2 separate regions of the Mus musculus genome follow, and region 2 is linked to region 1. A link is a contact called in public HiChIP or PLAC-seq data. All regions are on one chromosome and are shown on one strand. Each heading gives the region's core, a stretch centred on a gene start, on an enhancer-like site or on the middle of the called end of the contact. The rest is flanking DNA. Distances are from core to core; before and after follow the strand shown.

Region 1 (7,214 bases), core at 1,958-4,457:
GGGCACAGAAGATGTGCTGGTGCAGAGGGGAGAGCTTGTCGAACACGCGGTTCACCACTGCTGTTCTGTAAGGAAGAACCAAACGTTCAAGTTGGTTTAAAAAGATAATTGTAGAGCTTGCAATGCTTAGGTTAAAGCAGGAAAAAAAAAAAAGACATCTCAGATCAGTAAGTCACTGTAGTAATCAAAGTTAGATGTGCTTGGCTCTGTGTGTGTGTGTGTGTGTGTGTGTGTGTGTGTCGAGGGGAGGTGTAGCCCAGGTGGTAGAGTACCTACCTGGCACGCACAAAGCCCAGCATAGCATGAGGTGGGCATGGCGGCCATACTTGTACTCCTAGCACTCAGAAGGTAGAGTCAGGAGGAACAGGAGTTCAAGGCCAGCCTTGACTACATAGCAAGTTTGAGGTCAACCTGGGCTACAGGAGAGATCCTATTTTAGAGACTATACTCACAAAACACTAGACTTTTAAAAATAGATTTGTTTATCTTTATTTCATGTCCATTGGTGTTTTGACTGCATGTTTGCCTGTGTGAGGGTGTCAGCTCCCCTGGAACTGGAGTTACAGACAGTTGTGAGCTGCCATGTGGGTGCTGGAAATTGAACCCCGGGTGGTAAGGAAGAGCAGTGCTCTTAACCACTGAGCCATCTCTCCAGACCCAAAATATTAGACTTTTAAAGACTTATTTTTTTTTTTTATAACAAAACAACAAAAGAACACCTAGGCAAGAAAAGTGTGCTTCTATGGCAGGCAGTGGTGGCTCACGCTTTTAATCCCAGCACTTGGGAGGCAGAGGCAGGCGGATTTCTGAGTTCGAGGCCAGCCTGGTCTACAAAGTGAGTTCCAGGACAGCCAGGGCTACACAGAGAAACCCTGTCTCTAAAAACAAAAAGTGAAACAAGAGAAAAAAATTGCCTCTTTCCAGAATTTCCTTGCAGTTCATCACTTTGAGGGGCAACGGTGGTTCTATGGAACATGGCAGAAACAGCATGGATGTCATCCCAGTCTGACTTGTGTGTGAGCAAACTAGCCAGGACGGGAGACCAATCAAACTTACTTCAAACTCAGGCAAATGAGTGAGATAACTGCTTCAGAAAACCACCATTTATCTTTTATCCTAACTGCAGATAACACAGTCCATCTACAACCTACCCGTGTCCCTCCGAGATACTATTTCTTTATGTCCATCAAGCTACAAAATATTCATGAATGCCATGGATTCAGAGGCCCAGACGCCTCTCCATCAATGCATTATGATACTTTTTTGGAAAGATCAGCTTCATTTCTTGGAAGGTTATCATACTCCTCAGAAGTGGGCAAGAAAAATGTGCACTTAGGGCCACCAGCTTCCCTCCAACACACGGGCCTTTGACACTACTCACCCCGCTGACACCCGGGAATCAGAGCCCACCACGACACCCCCGTCAAACTCCACTGCCATGATGGTTGTCTGCAGAGAGACAGTACGAAAAGTCAGAGCTAGGAGCGTCTTGAGCCTCCATCTTAAGGAGGAGAAAATGTCCATGCAGGAGGTGACCGACTCAAGGTCACCCTGAAAAGCAAGGATGGTTCCTGGAGGCAGACACAATCTGCATGAGGAGAGCAAGAACTGAGAGGAAGGCCCAGGAAACCGGCCCCGCTGCTTGTGAATTGCGTACCACATGCATCATTACTGTGAATTACTGTGACACAAGACCAGGTCTTTCCTGGTCCTGGATCCCCCACCTGCAACCTTACTTTATCAGAAGGGGAGCCTTAGTGTTACTGAACAAGGGACACAGAGAGGCCGGGGGTTAACATGGCCAGGAGTCGAGACACAGAAGCAGCAAGGATCCTTCAGGTAGGGCACAAATTTCACTTAAGCGAAGTCTCTGCAGCCAGGGGAAAGGACTTCTGGATAGCAGAGTTTTTCCAGGTCAAGGAAAGAATTACGGATAAGTGAAGGAGGGTAGACACATCTACTTCCCCCACACCTTCTAGGTTAAAAGGCACCTTAGGAGACCCTTGGGTGCACTGAGAAAACTGACTTATGGAGACGAATGAGCTTCCCAAGTTGACTCAGGTCTCACTCTGAACCCTTGATTGATTTGATTTCTAAGTCCCACAGCTCCGTGGCAGCGAGGGAGACTTTTTCCAACCTTTCTGTCCACTCCATGTCGTTCTGATCTCCGGGGACCCTGCCCGCGAGTGTGCTTTCTGAGCACAAGTAAAAGGCCAGAAATGTCCACTTTGTTCCTCCACACCATGTTAACACTGTGGTTGGTGGCTTTTAGAGAGCAGAAACCAGCTGCCATCTTCCCAGCTCCTAGGTCTGGGCAAAGTTCTCAGGCAAGCATGGGAATGACGGTGTTGGGACAGGGTGGGGTGGAGTGTGCTGCAGGGCAGCACCTGGAACAAGGAGGACCACCGATCATCCCCATCTCCCCCTCAATCCTGGCGCCAGAGAGCTTGTCCTCACTCAGGGTGGGGGCTGTCTGGGGCTAGGTTAAGCAAAGATCTGTATGATGTGTAGGTAGGTCCTTTTCAGTGAGCCTCCATATTACCTTCTCTCAGGTGCTTCATCCAGGACACCTCAGCACCTCTTTTGCAGGGGTCCCCAAGCCCCTCACTTGATTTAGCCAGTAACCCCAACTGCGCAGTCTAGAGTGAAAGCGAAAGCGCTTTGGAGCAACTTCCCTTAGACGCTTCCAGCTCAAGCCAAAGAACGCACCTTCTCACCAGCTTCGCATGCGGATCCCTCCACAGACCCCTGGACACCACACTTCTGAGCAGGGATACCCTACGTTCACTGTGGAGCGCAAGCGCTGGGCGCTACAAGCTTCCTAAGTCTCTTGGTTTACTTCCAGAGCTTTAGGGGTCCCTGATCACTCCACCCGCTGACTCTCACCCCGAGACCCATTACCCCGGTGTGGACTTCTTCCGTCCGGAACGAGCCGGCGGTAGGTGCTCCTGCCCGCAGCATCTCAGCAGAGCGGGGCTCGGCTTTCCAATCAGCGGCTGCGCGCGGTGCAGGCAACTTGCAGACTGAGGCCCCGCCCCATCATCGCGCAAGGGGCGTGCCGTTCTACCAGCATTTGGCGCCCAGAGCAAACCTGAGCAGGGCAAATCTGCCCAGAGACAGGTGACGACAGAGGGTCCTGCCCTCAATCTGGGGTGGGGCCTGGGATGGGAAAATTCACGCAAGCAAGTTAAGGGGGCTGGGGAAGAAGAGGAGAATGAGATTCATGGAGAAGAACACGACAGGCCAGGGCTGCTAGGCAGAACTCCAACTACAGCTTCAGCGGCAGCTTCCAGAACAGCCTGAGCAAGCCAGTCTCAGAAGGAGGCGTGTCTAGTGATTCGAGGTCGGCTTTCGGTTTCTTCTTCCTCTAAACGCCAGCACTTCTAGTCAGCTCCACCAGCTCGAGCGGGTTCCCGGGACTTTACGCGCACGCCCTCGGACCCGCCCTTCTTCCTTCCCCACGGAGACTCCTGTGCAGCGCGGACGTCGAGAGTCCCAGGCTAGGACCAGACTCTGGACAGCTCACGCTCGATGGCTGCGCACGTCTGGCTGGCGGCCGCCCTGCTCCTTCTGGTGGACTGGCTGCTGCTGCGGCCCATGCTCCCGGGAATCTTCTCCCTGTTGGTTCCCGAGGTGCCGCTGCTCCGGGTCTGGGTGGTGGGCCTGAGTCGCTGGGCCATCCTAGGACTAGGGGTCCGCGGGGTCCTCGGGGTCACCGCAGGAGCCCATGGCTGGCTGGCTGCTTTGCAGCCGCTGGTGGCCGCACTGAGTTTGGCCCTGCCTGGACTTGCCTTGTTCCGAGAGCTGGCCGCCTGGGGAACACTCCGGGAGGGTGACAGCGCTGGATTACTGTACTGGAACAGTCGTCCAGATGCCTTCGCTATCAGTTATGTGGCAGCATTGCCCGCAGCCGCCCTGTGGCACAAGTTGGGGAGCCTCTGGGCGCCCAGCGGCAACAGGGACGCTGGAGACATGCTGTGTCGGATGCTGGGCTTCCTGGGCCCTAAGAAGAGACGTCTCTACCTGGTTCTGGTTCTCTTGATTCTCTCTTGCCTTGGTAAGGGAGACTGGGTGAAAGAGCAGGCCACAGGGGACAGGGCAATGGGCATTCCAGGCAGAAAGGGAGAGTAAAGTAGTCCCGGGAAGCGTCAGAGACACTAAGGAGGCAACTTAGGCGGAAAGAGAAGGACCCAGGCCCGAGAAGGGGTCCAGACAAGGGCGTTGGGGACAGGGTCTTCTGGGAGCAGAACTTCACATCATAGCCCAAATGTGAAGGTTTCTTTCCACACCGCCATCTTCTCCTCTCCTCTTCTCTCTCCTCTCCTCTCCTCTCCTCTCCTCTCCTCTCCTCTCCTCTCCTCTCCTCTCCTCTCCTCTCCTCTCCTCTCCTCTCCCCTCCCCTGCCCTCCCCTCCCCTCCCCTCCCCTCCCCTCCCCTCCCCTCCCCTCCCCTCCCCTCCCCTCCCCTCCCCTCCCCTCCCCTCCCCTCCCCCTTCCCCTCTTTTCTATTCTTTCCTTTTTGAGATAGGGTCTTTCTTTGTAGCTTTGGCTCTTCTGGAATTCATTATGTAGCCCAGGTTGGTCTCAAACCCAGAGAGATCTGCTCGCTTCTACTTGGAGTGCTGGGATTAACAGCCTGTGCCCCCAAGGTCTGCTAACCGCCCTCAAGTAGCCCTTGAGAAGTTTGATGTAGCCGAGCAGGCTTGGGTCTGTGAACAGGCTTGGGTCTGGGAGCTCAGCTTCCTGGATAGTGGTGAAGGGAGAGGGGCAGAAGTTGCGGGTAGTTTGCTCATAATGTTTGTGACTGAGGTGTCTCTCCTCTCTCCCCAGGGGAAATGGCCATTCCCTTCTTCACGGGCCGCATCACTGACTGGATTCTTCAGGATAAGACAGTTCCTAGCTTCACCCGCAACATATGGCTCATGTCCATTCTCACCATAGCCAGGTGTGGAGGATGGGAATGGGGGTCCCAGAGCAGAGGGGACTGGCTGTTGGGACTGTCATTTAAGTTACACTTCTGTGGGGATCTGGGACTCTGTCTCAGGAAGGAGACAACTGATCCTCCCGTGTCTCTGACTCTAGCACAGCGCTGGAGTTTGCAAGTGATGGAATCTACAACATCACCATGGGACACATGCACGGCCGTGTGCACAGAGAGGTGTTTCGGGCCGTCCTTCGCCAGGAGACAGGGTTTTTCCTGAAGAACCCAGCAGGTCTCTCATGAAACCTTTTCACTTGTATGCTATAATCTCTATACCGCCACACACGCTCTCGACTGCCCCCCCCCCCCAAACATGTCCACACACACATGCCCAGGCTGGATCCTCAGAACCATATGGATGGGGTGTGGTAATTCCAACACTTGGGGGATGGAGGCAGGACCTAGAGGTCAAAGTTCAAAGTCTTTCAGCTACATAGTCAATCTGAGGCTACCCTAGGCTACATGAGATCCTTTCTCTATATCCAAGACTTCCTGTATGTTAGGGAAAAGCTCTAACAACTGAGTGACCCCCAAGCCTTATTCATGGTATATCTCAAATGTAGCAAAACATTGTCTTTTTTACCCTAAGGAAAACTGTATTTGCATTCATTGTTCCCCATATGAAGCAGCAGACTTACAGCCCTGGAAAGCCAGAGACCCTCAACTCCAACGGCCTCATTTTAAATGGAGGAAACTGAATCCTAGACACTAGACGCTGAAACCTACCTAGGCAGATGCACCGAGGTTAGACCCGAGGGTCTCCATTTCCTAAAGGACCCTGGGCCTGCCTCTCTGGTTGCTTCCTCCCTTCTCTCCACGGCTACTGGAGGGAGGGCCAGCGGCAGGCAACAGACAGGAGTTAAAGTAACTGAAGAGCTGAAAGCTTTCAGGGAACTGGAAGTTCACTTCACATTACAGGGCATCACTGTGTAGCCTTGGCTGGCCTAGAATTCACTAGGTAGCCCAGAGTGGCCTTTGCTGCCTTTGCCCCCAGTCTGTTGGGATTAAAGGTGTGTGCCACCACACCCAGCGACAACTCCTTTACTGGCAAGCACAGGCCTAACCAGATCTTTCCTTTCTTTTCCCCCTGCATTGAAGTTCCTGCGCCTCCCCAGTCTCCTACCCGTTACCCGCCTCAGGATGCTGTGCTGACGGGCCCACCCTGGCCCCCACTGTCAGCTCCTCTTGTCTCTGTGAACCGCTTGCTCACTGTCTCTCTTCTCAATCTGGGCAGGTTCCATCACATCTCGGGTGACTGAGGACACAGCCAACGTGTGCGAGTCCATTAGTGGCACGCTGAGCCTGCTGCTGTGGTACCTGGGGCGAGCCCTGTGTCTCTTGGTGTTCATGTTTTGGGGGTCACCGTACCTCACTCTGGTCACCCTGATCAACCTGCCCCTGCTTTTTCTTTTGCCTAAGAAGCTGGGAAAAGTGCATCAGGTACGTCCCCAGATCCTCAGCTCCTACATTTAGTTTCTCCTAGACTGCTTTCAGTGTGGCTTTCCAGTCCTCCATCATCCTGAACCTCTGACCTGTGACCTCTGACCCCGCACTGCCCTGCACCTGCATCTCTGTACTCTGCCTTCTTGTCTAACTTCTGGCCACAATCTGTCCTTAAAGAATAGGCTCTCAGGCTGGAGAGACGGCTCGGGGTTAAGAGTGCTGACTGTTCCTCAGAGGACCTGAGTTTGATTCCCAGTGCACACTAAGCAGTTAGTTCTCTGTGGTCTGTAGTTCCAGCTTCAGGGGATCTGACTCCCTCTTCTGGTCTCCATGGAGATCTATACACATGATGCACACACATACACGATAAAATAAATCTTACAAAAACTGGATTCATTTCCTCCACGCCCCTTCTACCTAGAAGTATGGCTGTAGACCTTTCTCTTCCCTCTGTCCCTCTGACTCTTGACTCTATAATCTCCACGCAGCTAACCTAGGTGTCCATATTCTCTCTCATTTGCACCCCGTGTGATGTCTCTGGTCCTTGTCTTCCATAGTCACTGGCAGTGAAGGTGCAGGAGTCTCTAGCAAAGTCCACGCAGGTGGCCCTTGAGGCCTTATCGGCGATGCCTACTGTGCGGAGCTTTGCCAACGAGGAGGGTGAGGCCCAGAAGTTCAGGCAGAAGTTGGAAGAAATGAAGACTCTAAACAAGAAGGAGGCCTTGGCTTACGTGGCTGAAGTCTGGACCACGAGTGTGAGTACAGGAGGTGGATATCCCATCCTTTGTGTG
Region 2 (6,706 bases), core at 1,422-3,921, 790 kb after region 1:
CAGAGGCTCCCTTGGGCGCCTGGGCCCCGAAGCCCCCAGCCCCAGGAGCACCCGCACCCTGGTACAGCCCACTGATGATGGGGCTGCACACCCGCTCCAGCTCCTCCCGCTTGTGCACGAACTCCTCCTTGTCGGCCAGCGTGTTGGAGTCCAGCCAGGAGATGACCTCCTGGCACTTGTCCAGCACCTTCTTCTTGTCAGCCTCGCTGAGCTTGCCCTTGAGACCCTCGTCCTCCACGGCGCTCTTCATGTTGAAGGCATAGGATTCGAGCGCGTTCTTGGCGGCCACCCTGTCGCGCTGCACCTCGTCCTCGGCCTTGTAGCGCTCGGCCTCCTGCACCATGCGCTCGATCTCCTCCTTGCTCAGGCGGCCCTTGTCGTTGGTGATGGTGATCTTGTTGGCCTTGCCGGTGCTCTTGTCGGTGGCCGTGACGTTCAGGATGCCGTTGGCGTCGATGTCGAAGGTCACCTCGATCTGTGGCACGCCCCTGGGCGCCGGCGGGATGCCGCTCAGTTCGAAGCGCCCCAGCAGGTTGTTGTCGCGCGTCATGGCCCTCTCGCCCTCGTACACCTGGATCAGCACCCCGGGCTGGTTGTCCGAGTAGGTGGTGAAGGTCTGCGTCTGCTTGGTGGGGATGGTGGAGTTGCGCTTGATGAGCGCCGTCATCACGCCGCCCGCAGTCTCCAGGCCCAGCGACAGCGGCGCCACGTCCAGCAGCAGCAGGTCCTGCACGTTCTCCGACTTGTCCCCCATCAGGATGGCCGCCTGCACCGCCGCCCCGTAGGCCACCGCCTCGTCCGGGTTGATGCTCTTGTTCAGGTCGCGCCCGTTGAAGAAGTCCTGCAGCAGCTTCTGCACCTTGGGGATGCGCGTCGAGCCGCCCACCAGCACCAGGTCGTGGATCTGCGCCTTGTCCATCTTGGCGTCGCGCAGGGCCTTCTCCACGGGCTCCAGCGTGCCGCGGAACAGGTCTGAGCACAGCTCTTCGAACCGCGCCCGCGTGATGGATGTGTAGAAGTCGATGCCCTCGAACAGAGAGTCGATCTCCAGGCTGGCCTGGGTGCTGGACGACAGCGTCCTCTTGGCCCTCTCACACGCAGTGCGCAGCCGCCGCACCGCGCGCTTGTTCTGGCTGATGTCCTTCTTGTGCTTCCTCTTGAACTCCTCCACGAAGTGGCTCACCAGCCGGTTGTCGAAGTCCTCCCCTCCCAGGTGCGTGTCGCCCGCCGTGGCCTTCACCTCGAAGATGCCGTCGTCGATCGTCAGGATGGACACGTCGAACGTGCCGCCCCCCAGGTCGAAGATGAGCACGTTGCGCTCGCCCTTGCCGGTCCGGTCCAGCCCGTAGGCGATGGCGGCCGCCGTGGGCTCGTTGATGATCCGCAGCACGTTTAGACCGGCGATCACGCCCGCGTCCTTGGTGGCCTGCCGCTGAGAGTCGTTGAAGTAGGCGGGCACCGTGATCACCGCGTTGGTCACCGGGTGGCCCAGGTACGCCTCAGCGATCTCCTTCATCTTCGTCAGCACCATGGACGAGATCTCCTCCGGGAAGAACGACCGGCTCTCGCCCTTGTAGTTCACCTGCACCTTGGGCTTGTCGCCGTCGTTCACCACCTGGAAGGGCCAGTGCTTCATGTCGGACTGCACCACCGCATCGCCGAACTTGCGGCCGATCAGCCGCTTCGCGTCGAACACGGTGTTCTGCGGGTTCAGCGCCACCTGGTTCTTGGCGGCGTCTCCGATGAGGCGCTCGGTGTCGGTGAAGGCCACGTAGCTGGGGGTCGTGCGGTTGCCCTGGTCGTTGGCGATGATCTCCACCTTGCCGTGCTGGAACACGCCCACGCACGAGTAGGTGGTGCCCAGGTCGATGCCGATCGCCGTGTTCTTGGCCATGGCGCCGCGCTCTGCTTCTGGAAGGCTGCGCTCCGCGGCGTGGATGCTCCGGGGAAAGTTGCGCTCCGCGGCAGGGATGCTCCTGGGAAGGTTGCGCTCCGCGGCAGGGATGCTCTGGGGAAGGCTGGTCCTGGCCGAGGATCGGGAACGCGCCGCTCGCTCTGCTTCTCTTGTCTTCGCTTGTCTCTGGATGGAACCAGATTTGGTTCTGAGTAGCTGTCAGCGTCTGGTGACCTGCTCGCCGCCCTGCGCCTTTAAGGAGTCTTCACCGGCCCCGCCCACTCTCCGCTGGGCCAATCAGCGAGCCGGAGGAGGCCTTGGGGCCAGGAATCTTCCAGCAGTTTCGCGTCTGGTGGAGCTTCCCCGCCTCCCTTGAGTAATCGGAGTTGTGGGTTCCGCCCTTGTCCAGAACTCTCCAGAGGTTTCTGGGGTTCACTGGAGAGTACGGATTCCTGAGGGGGAGGGTGTGGGGAAGTGCTGGTGCTACTAGTGACACTGTTGCTATGGCGACGCATTACTAAGGCCTGTGTGGAATGGACAAGAAAGATCACCTCTAGCTCGGTGTTGTGTACAGTTTGTTGTGATTTGTGGGGTTTCGCCAACTCGCACAGTTCTGAATATGGGGGTTAAAGGCTAAAACTTAAGGGCTAAAACTTCTCCCCGCCAAGTTTAGGAGACCCAGGGAGATGCCTGGGGGCGTGTCCGGTGACGTGATCCTCTCCAATCGCGTTACAATGGCAGTGCTGCCTCTGACCTCATGGACTAATTTAGGAACTAGAGGCTCTGTCCCAGCACAGGCTCAAAGTTGCCGGGAGGGGCGGGGTGGGGGGTGGGGGGGACCCCGGCTGCTCAGTTTGGATGTTCCTGGAGCTCCCTGCTCGTAGGGGCTCAGCGACTTCAAATTTTCCAAACTGGATCGAAGGCGTAGAGATCCCAGGTGAGCTGGGAAGGCTCTGATTGGAGTGGGGCAGAAGCCTCTGTGTCCCAGTTGGTCCTCGTTTGATGGGTTGAGAATTTTCTTAGGTTTGACTGATTTACAGTCATGGTCTATTGGAAGCCACCATCCTTAGGCCTCATCGTCTTTAAGTGTTGGGATTACTATGTGGCTCTTCACACACAGATCCCCAGTTGTATTAATTTTGGGGTTGGTGGTTGGCAATCAAGAAGAAATGGGGCTGGACGCTTGAGGGACACAAGTGGCTGGAATTAGTCTGAGCTCAAATCGGAGGCAGACATCTTAAGACCTTTTTGAATATGGTATTGACCCTGAAGACAGGAGTTACAATCAAGAGAGGGACCGAAGCCTAGGATTCCAGCACTCCGGATTTTCAGACAGGATGGCTGCGGAGATGGGGCTGGTGTGGGAACAGGGTCGAAGATGAGACTTTGAGCCCTACTTCTATGAAAAGCTAGAAAAGTTGCTGGGAGCCGCCTGGAGGCTCAAGCCTTTAATCCCAACTGTTAGGAATGGAGGCAGAGTATTGCCTGAGCTACATAGTTGGACCCTGACTCTTCTTTTCTTTTTTTTTTTTTTTAAGCTTGGAGGGTGCGGGGATCCTAACAGCCATCCTTAGAGTGAGCTAAATTACTCCACCATAGGTTGCTAAGGAAGGCAACCTGATCTGAGGAAAGCCTAGTGCATGTCTTTAATGGTTTGTCTGTCTCTGTGTGTGTGTGTGTGTCTGTGTATCTGTCTGTCTGTCTGTCTGTGTGTGAGAAGAGGCTGTCTCACCCCCTGAATGAGACAGTTATGAGCTGCCCGCTATGTGTGTGTCTGTGTGTGAGAAGAGGCTGTTTTATCCCTGGATGAGACAATTATGAGCTGCCTGCTGTCTCTCTCTCTCTCTCTCTCTCTCTCTCTCTCTCTCTCTCTCTCTCTCTCTGAGAGAGAGAGAGAGAGAGAGAGAAGAGGCTGTGTCACCCCCTGGGGTAGGCCAGTTATGAGCTGCCCGCTGAGGGTTTGGGAACTGGGCTCAGGTTCTCTAGAAGAGCAGGAGGCCCCTGTCACTGCCACCTCTTAGGTGCCCCCAATATGTCTTAAGGAGTTCAGAACACAGTCTTAGGAGGCAGGTAGACAAGTGTGGTCCCACAGTAAAATATATCACTGACATAGGAAGAGTAGAGTTGATTTCGGTCCTGTAGGAAATGGAGGATACAGACCCACCCTTGGGGTAGCTGAGAACACTGTTGTCTACCATCTATGTAAGTCCTTTCCCATGAAAGCCAGGTCTGGATGTGGGTGTGTGAACCTATGCTAACAGCAGCATCATTCACAATAGCCAAGAAGTGGAAGCAACCTGGTGTCTATGGAGAGATGAACATGTAAGGAAAGCAAGGGAGATGTGTACATGAACAGTGTTTAGTTTTGGAATTACCAAAATAGACAAGCTCACGCGTAAGAATTAAGGACCATTATCTTGAGTGAAATAAGGCCAGCCACAAATAGACAAACACAGTATAATTCCAATTGTATGAGTTACTAAGCGTAGACAAATCCAGAGACAAGAATCCAGCAAACAGGCAACTCATGGTGAAGAAGCCCAGCCATGGTTAGCACAGGCTGTACTCCCAGCTACTTGGCAGACTGTGATGAGAGACTGCCAGGGCCCATGGCCTAGAAAATATGATGAGACCCATTTTGAAAAGAATTCCTATTACAATGAGTCTCTTTCAAAATGAATAGAGGTGCCTGGCAGTGATGGTACACACCATTAATTCCAGCACTTGGGAGGCAGAGGCAGGTGAATTTCTGAGTTCGAGGCCAGCCTGGTCTACAGAGTGAGTTCCAGGACAGCCAGGGCTACACAGAGAAACCTTGTCTTGAAACTCTCCCCCACCCCCAAAGAAAAAATGAAAACCACCAAAGGAAAAATAAAACAAAATGAATAGAGGCAAAGTTCATTATTGACTTAAAGATTTTAATCAAGTCTATTGGGATGAGGTTCAGACTAAATAGGAAGTGAGTTTGGCAGTGGAAAGAGGCCTATGGATGCCCCCTATGCCATGTTGATGTTTGACCAGCCTGTCTGTTTTTTGGTTTTTCAAAACAGGGTTTCTCTGTGTGGCCCTGGCTGTCCTGGAACTCACTCTGTAAACCAGGCTGGCCTGTCTTAATGTATGACATCTGGTAGACAAGAAACACTGTAGAAGCCAGAGATGATCCCAAAACAGATACTTGGGAGACTCAGGGGCTGCTGGAGGGTCTGTGCTCTGAGTCAAGAGTCCAGTGAAAGCACAACCATGCTGTGGTAATGTGAGCTCAGTGGTACAGCCCTGGCTTAGAATCCCCAAAGTCCTAGCTTCTGCCCCAGCACACAAAGACACAGATTCCAGAGCCAATCCCAAAGAATAAAGACAGTGAGAGGTGAACAGAGAGGGATTTGGACAAGGTTTGATATTCTTCAGAGACTCCAACTCAAAACGTATACAGTTGTTAGCCCTGGACAACTCAAAACGTATACACTGTTGTTAGCCCTGGACAACTCAAAACCTATACACTGTTGTTAGCCCTGGACACCTCTGGGGTTGAGACTTTGTAGCACTTTTCCCTCGTTGGTTTCATGTTTCTCACAAAAGAAGAGAAAGTGTGGAATTGTAGGGTGTATCAGACAGCTCAGACAGTTGTTAAGAAAAACAGCCTGGCTATATAGAGAAACCCTGTCTTGAAAAAAACAAAAACAAACAAACAAAAAACAAAAACAAAAAGAAAAAAAAAGGAAAAGAAAAAGAAAAAGAAAAAGGAAAAACAGCCTGGTTTGGTGACTCACGCCTGTGACCTTGCCAGACCTTGGGAAGGCTAAGAAAGGAGAATAGCAGCACTTTTGAAGCTAGCCTGGTATACATGGTGAGTTACAGGCCGAGTTGCAGGCCAACCTCCAGGCATACAGAGAGACACTGTCTAAAAAAAAAAAAGCAACCCAAAACAACCTTTGAGAAGCCATGGAGATTGCTCAGTGGGTACAGTGTTTGTTGTGCAAGCATGCAGATCTGAGTTCAGAACAACAATCTGATCATGCTTGCATTCAGCTGTGATCACAGGCCAAGCTGGATGGATCACTGGGTTCACTGGCAAGCCAGTATAACCTACTTGACCAGGGTTTCAGGCCAGTGAGTGGCCCTATTTCAACAAGGTGATTGGCAGGAGAATGAGACCCAGGGTTGACCCCTGAAGGCCACATGTTCATGCACACACACACACACACACACACACACACACACACACACACACTCTGACACACACGAAAACAGCCACAGAGACATTTTCAAGCTCTCTGTGTAGGACTTCCTTCTGTCCAGAAGAAGGTAGAGAGTCTGGGCTGTGTTTATCTTTACATTTGTGGCTTTAAGACTGATGGATGGAACTGGAGAGCTGACTCAGCAATTAAAAGCACTTTCTGGCACCTATATGGTGACTTATGACTGTAACCCCAGTCTCAGGGGGGTCTGACAACCTCCCCTGACCTCCTAGGGCACATATATATATGAAGACAAAATGTTCAGACACAAAATACTTTTTAAAGTTTTTTTTTTTTTTTTTAATAAGAAGGCTAGAGAGGGGCTGGTGAGATGGCTCAGTGGGTAAGAGCACCCGACTGCTCTTCCGAAGGTCCAGAGTTCAAATCCCAGCAACCACATGGTGGCTCACAACCATCCGTAAGAAGATCTGACTCCCTCTTCTGGTGTGTCTGAAGACAGCTACAGTGTACTTACATATAATAAATAAATAAATCTTAAAAAAAAAAAAAAAAAAGAAGGCTAGAGAGGGTTCAGCCATTAAGAACAAAGATAGGAAGCCCGGATTTTGTTCCTGGC

Evidence for each region. HiChIP or PLAC-seq counts read pairs in DNA pulled down with a chosen protein or histone mark.
Region 2: an H3K4me3 HiChIP or PLAC-seq map of bone marrow-derived macrophages shows a contact between it and region 1, with 4 times the contacts expected there. The contact joins the promoter of Hspa1l here to the promoter of Tap1 in region 1. A contact is called at or near these places in 1 of 39 promoter capture datasets (cranial neural crest), 2 of 115 datasets of contacts at active chromatin or transcription factors (the SCID.adh cell line and bone marrow-derived macrophages) and 1 of 9 other capture datasets (macrophages).

What each region holds. Positions count from the first base shown.
Region 1 is chr17:34,184,349-34,191,562 of GRCm38.p6, forward strand. It overlaps Tap1 (transporter 1, ATP-binding cassette, sub-family B (MDR/TAP)), which reads left to right and starts at 3,208. Exons shown (of 11, transcript NM_013683.2): 1 at 3,208-4,057; 2 at 4,830-4,944; 3 at 5,082-5,212; 4 at 6,215-6,420; 5 at 6,981-7,178. The coding sequence starts at 3,532. Psmb9 (proteasome (prosome, macropain) subunit, beta type 9 (large multifunctional peptidase 2)) reads right to left here and starts at 2,982. Exons shown (of 6, transcript NM_013585.2): 1 at 2,902-2,982; 2 at 1,382-1,449; 3 at 1-65. The coding sequence starts at 2,961.
Region 2 is chr17:34,970,032-34,976,737 of GRCm38.p6, forward strand. Hspa1l (heat shock protein 1-like) reads left to right here and starts at 2,672. Exons shown (of 2, transcript NM_013558.2): 1 at 2,672-2,831. Hspa1a (heat shock protein 1A) reads right to left here and starts at 2,125. Exons shown (of 1, transcript NM_010479.2): 1 at 1-2,125. The coding sequence starts at 1,894.